2 separate regions of the Mus musculus genome follow, and region 2 is linked to region 1. A link is a contact called in public HiChIP or PLAC-seq data. All regions are on one chromosome and are shown on one strand. Each heading gives the region's core, a stretch centred on a gene start, on an enhancer-like site or on the middle of the called end of the contact. The rest is flanking DNA. Distances are from core to core; before and after follow the strand shown. Region 1 holds the start of Nlrp3 (NLR family, pyrin domain containing 3). Region 2 holds the start of Pigl (phosphatidylinositol glycan anchor biosynthesis, class L).

What was found. HiChIP or PLAC-seq counts read pairs in DNA pulled down with a chosen protein or histone mark.
Region 2: a contact with region 1 is called in an H3K27ac HiChIP or PLAC-seq map of bone marrow-derived dendritic cells, with 10 times the contacts expected there. The contact joins the promoter of Pigl here to the promoter of Nlrp3 in region 1.

What each region holds. Positions count from the first base shown.
Region 1 is chr11:59,541,257-59,544,021 of GRCm38.p6, reverse strand. Nlrp3 (NLR family, pyrin domain containing 3) reads right to left here and starts at 1,336. Exons shown (of 10, transcript NM_145827.4): 1 at 1,155-1,336; 2 at 633-953. The coding sequence starts at 909.
Region 2 is chr11:62,457,069-62,459,833 of GRCm38.p6, reverse strand. It overlaps Pigl (phosphatidylinositol glycan anchor biosynthesis, class L), which reads right to left and starts at 1,393. Exons shown (of 7, transcript NM_001039536.4): 1 at 1,140-1,393. The coding sequence starts at 1,374. It also overlaps a transcript of Ncor1 not described here.

The DNA.
Region 1 (2,765 bases), core at 87-2,586:
AAGACTGAGACCGGAGTTTTTACAGAATTAAGAAAACCACACTGCTCCCCTCCCTCTGACCCTCACCCTCCCGTACCCCTGCAGGAGAGAAGGAAAACCCATGGTCAGAGAAAAGAGGATTCTGTGTTTGGAGCCAGCCTGGGATACTTGAGACTCGAACTCAAAACCAGAGAACTGAAGATGTTGAATAGACATAGTTATCCATAGCAAATGGATATGCACAGATGAGACAAGCACAATGTAATAGACACACATGAATATTCAACATTAACCTTTTTTAAGAAGGAAATTCTGATGTACCTGAACACATTATGCTAAGTGAAGTAAGCCAGCCAAAAGAAACAAGCCCTCCATGAATCTACCTGCACGAGGAATCCATAGAGGTAAAGTTCACAGGGACAGAAAACAGCGGTGGTTGCTAGGAGATGGGGTTAGGTAATGGGGACTTATCATCTAGTGTGTTGGGAGCTTCAGTTGTGCAAGATGAGAAGTTGGTTGCACAACCATATGTTTTCTTGTTGCTAAGCCATATATGTAAAATTACTAAAATTCCACCTTTTATGTCACGTGTACCTTACTGTAAGAAACAAACAAACAAACAAACAAAACCAAAAACCCTTCTGTTTACTCACTCCACTCTGGCTGGTCCTTCTTAGCTTTTTCCCAGAGGTCTCGCCTGTTGATCGCAGCAAAGATCCACACAGCCATGGCCCAGGCCTTCTCCTCGCCATTGAAGTCAATCATGAGTGTGGCTAGATCCAAGTGATCTGCCTTCTCCATCTGGCCCCTGGGGACTGGGATACAGCCTTTCTCGGGCGGGTAATCTTCCAAATGCATTTTGAATTTCTTGAGGTCCACATCTTCAAGGTCCTCTAGATACTGAGCCAGCTTGCAACGGACACTCGTCATCTTCAGCAGCAGCCCTTTCGAGGGTCTCGGGGCTTAGGTCCACACTGGCAGTGCAGGAATGAAAACCCCATGGGAGTAAAGAAGAATGGTATTAAAAGTCTCCACTTCCAGAAAACGAAGTTATCAGAAACACAGGAAACTAGATGCTAATATTGAAACCTCTAAGGGTACCCCATAGATTGGTACAGGTTTTTAATGAATCACCATCTCTGACTTAGTAAGAACTGAGTAAGCCAAATGTTTACCAGAAAGTTCTCTTAGCTTGATCCAGACGTATGTCCTGAGCCATGGAAGAAAAGTTCCTCTGTAGAGATAAAAATAAGAAAGCCATTAACACAATCAGATGTGGTATACAGAGAACACGCATATACAAAGTCACCAGGACTCGTGTCTGACCAGAACCCATGGTGACGAGGCTAGGACCTGGGCACAGCCTTCACTGTTTCTCAACCTCAGCTTCCTCCTTCAGACACTGAGAAAGCAGAAGAGATTGCTTCCCGATTTCTTTTAATGGAAAGCCCTGGTTTCTTGCTTTTATTTTCAAAGGAAGGAGGAAGCCAGGAGAAAATAAGCTATAATAACCCCAGAGCACCAAGGTGAGGACTCACAGCCCAGACGGGCTGACAGCTAACCCTTCAGTGTTCCTCTATTTCCCACTGACAGACAGAACCCGATCAGGTGGAATTGTGTGCATATAAAGAGGAAGACTACATGCGTACATCGCTTTAACGGCTCTTTAACATCTCACATCTATAACGAGCATCGTGATTCACATTTAGTCAGAACTCTGGGCCTAGATGCTGCCCTGATTCTTTTTACTCTTCTCATCTAGTTTCTCCACTGAGGTGTGTAGGTTCCTTCTGCTGAGTGGTAGAGACACTAAGTGGCTTTCTCAGACTGAAGCCATAGATGGTAGAGGAAAGTGCCTGAAAGGTGGTGATGGCCTCCGAATTGATATTCATGTGACAGCAAGATGACATTGAAGGTGCCCCAAGCTCGATGTACCTGTCTCGTGTCCACTCTTGCATCTCCTCTCCCTGTCTCCTGCCGCACCTCACATCTTTCTGTCATCTCTAGTGTTCTTGCTGACTGCTGCCCCAGCTCCACAGATCCTCCTAGACTTTTGACCCCTCAGTTCCTAGTCTTTCCCAGGAGTTCTCAGCCCTCTGCCCCCTGCTGCTAAGACCTGCCACAACAGATTTGCTCTTTACATTAGCTGCCCCCTGGGCTTCCAGCACATTCCCCCCCTCACAGGCAGTCCACCCTCTGCCACCCTGAGTAGATGCTGTTTAAGTCCTAGGGAGCTATAATTGCTTCTTCTGTGAGCGCTCACGCGCACACACACCTCCCTAACATGCATGAACCACGTAACAGCAAACAGAACATCCCAGAAATACCTTAATGTTAGATGAGTCTAAAAGAAATTCCTTGTCTATTGACTAAGATAAATCATGCCATTAAAAATACCCTGGACCTTTTATCCACTCTGCTCCATGACATTGTACTCACCCAGATAGCAGCCTTGGGTACAAATAAAGGGGAAATGAGATAAATATATAGGGGTCACTGTGACACTGGAGACAGGAAGGATGTGGCTTCAAGACGTGAACAAGCTTGCATCACTGTCAAAGACGGATTGGCAGTTACTCATCTGGATGGATTTTCCAAACCCAAGCAATAGAGTTCTGAGTGTAAGCCTAAGCTGCAGACCAGAATTCCCGGGGGTTCCCTGCAGAAGCCTTTAGAAACAATGGGAAAAAGTGAAACCTCAGGGCTCAGCACAGGCAGCGAGCAGCTCAGTGAGGCCTAGGATCCCAGAGAGGGGGACATAAGCAGTGGCAAGCAGAACCAGTGTG
Region 2 (2,765 bases), core at 144-2,643, 2.9 Mb before region 1:
TCAGCACTCAGGAGGCAGAGGCAGGCGGATTTCTGTGTTCGAGGCCAGCCTGGTCTACAAAGCCAGTTCCAGGACAGCCAGGGCTATACACAGAGAGAAACCCTGTCTCGAAAAACCAAACCAAACCAAACCAAACCAAACCAAACCAACCAAACACCCGAAGAAGCTGGGCAGTGGTGGCGCATGCCTTTAATCCCAGCACTTGTGAGGCAGAGGCAGGGAGATTTCTGAGTTCTCGGCCAGCCTGGTCTACAGAGTGAGTTCTAGGACAGCCAGGGCTATACAGAGAAACCCTGTTTAGAAAAACAAAAAAACAAAACAACAACAACAAAAACACCCCTGGCCCCCCAAAAGAGAACAACACAACAACCACATGGGAAAAAAGGTCCTGAGCAATTTTGAAAATCAGCTTTATTGAGGTATACTTTGCTATAAAATTCACCCACTGTATGTATACACTTCACATTGTCCAGTCATCACCATATTTAGGGTATCCTGGTTTTCTCGTTTGTTTTTGTCTGTATCATTATTCAAGTCTCATTTTTGAAGAATTCTTTTAATAATAGCTGGGTACAGATGAACTCTAAAATTATCTATAAATGTATTTCTATTTGTCTGAAGTTAAACAAAAAATCTCCCAATTTGACACATGAATCTTTGTAGCAGAAAATGGGTTTCAAAGCAGCAGGAAGGTCTTTTGCTATTATTAGGAAAGAAAGTTGGTGGGCTGAGCAGACACCATACAGCTCAAATTGTCTGGTGCATGATTTTATTTGATCCTTTTGCAAATAGACGGTTCCTCAGGATAACAGGTCAGGCACAGCGGCTCACGCCTGGGATGCTAGATTACAGTGAGACTGTCTTTATAAAAAACCCAAAACATCCAGTACAGTCGCAGTTCCCAAAGGAACATGAAGGTACTGAACGGAACCAATGATGAACAACCACTTTTCTGCTCCTCGATTTGGCTAGGATGGAATTCGCTCGGGGTTCCCTAACCTATCTGGGAAGTCGGCTGTTTCTGTCCCCAGACTGACCAGCACAGAGAAAGTAGCTACCTACGACAGAAAACCTTTCCGGAAGAAGTTAACTAAGATCGGTTAGTTCCCTAACCCAGCGACCCTCCTACAGTCTCCTACCTGAGGAGAAGCAGAGCAGGGACACCTGCTGCTCCAGGCGTGCCAAGCCTAGCATGGTGGGAGCAAAGAACATGGCTTCATCGTCCGGGTGCGCGATCACTACAAGGGCCCGGCTTCCGGCTCCCGGCAGGCCCGCCTGCTCCGGAGACCTCATTCGTTCCGCTGAGTTCCAAACCCGGAGGAAGCCCCAAGTCAGGACAGCCACGGCCACACACAAGAAACCCACCAATTCCATGCCGGGTAAGTGGCACTGCGCCTGCGCAGGAAGGCAGGCTGCGGGTGGACTCGGGTTCCCTGCGGGAAAACGGAACCGGCTGAAACTGCGTTCCGTGGGTCAGAGTGCGGCGGCGGCTGGAGACCAAGATTCGTGGTCTAGCGTGGAAACTTCCACCCATACTGCCCCGTCTCCTCGGTGGCGGAATCCTCTATCTGCTCCAGTTTCAGAGCTCAGCCGCACTTTGCGGTCTTAAGTGTCTTTCTTACCGTTCAGTGTGCTTAAAAGGAAGGAAGCATTTTTAGAGTTATTTTGAGATCGCGTCTCTCTCTGCGTGTTCCCCTAAACTCACTATATGCAGACCATGCGAGTTTGCAATGATTCCCATTCCTTTGCCTCCTGAGCTGGGATTTCAGGCGTGTCAGCACGCCGGCCAAAAGGGAAGCATTCTAAAACAAACGTCAGCATTCTCCTTTCAACTCGTTTTATGACTTCAAACTTTGTATAAAACAGCCCGTTATCCGGAATAAAAGTTTTTCCGAAGCGGGTCACCGTTTGTTCTTTCTCAGATGGCGGCTTTGCAAGAGGAAAAAGTAAGCGGCTAAGAGGAAATGTCATTTCACTCGAAGGGTGAGGTCGGCAGGCCCCTTAAGTTTTCTTAAGAGGCAGAGATTAAGGAGCCACGCCGTGGAGGAGGCCTCGCCCGCCATGCCGAGGAACACTCGGTGTGAAATTAACGTGCGTCCCAGCCACGTGGGCTGAGGTTTCTCTTTGGCGGCGAGGGGACGGGGTAGCCGCTTTGGCGGCGCGCAGGGGTCGCAAGGCTAACCTCGCGCCGGGCTCCCGGTCCTTTCCCACGCCTGAGGGGAAGGCCCCGGGCGCGCGGGAGTGGCAGGCTCGCGGGGACGCTCCAGGCCGAGGACGCGATGGCTGCCACGGCGGCGGCGGGTCGGGCCGGAGGCAGCGCTGCCGGGGCGGGCATGAGTGCGAGGGACAACTTGAAAAGAACCGGCGCGGCGTCCGCGACCCAGGAAGCGAGGCCGAGGTAAGAGCCGCACTCCGTTCTCCCGGGGAGGGAGTCGTCTCCCCAACCCTCCGGAAGGAGGAGGAGCCCAAGTCTGAGCCGCCTCAGCGCGGCCGCCCGGCCTGAGGGGGAGGGAGTGGGGTTGAGGCAAGATGGCGGCTAAGGTGGCGAAGCTGCGGCGGCGGCGGCTGGAGTGAGCGCCCAGCTCGCCGCGCTGCCGAGCGAGGGCCGGGCGGAGGGCCGCGCGCCGGGGCCGCGCCCCGGTCGTCCGGCCGTGGGGCGCGCCGGCTCTCACTCCGCCAGCTCCCGGTGAGTAGGCTCGGCGCCTGCAGCCCCGGCCTCCGGGCCCTGCTCGCCCGGGAGCTTCCTCGGGCTCCCAGGGCGCCAG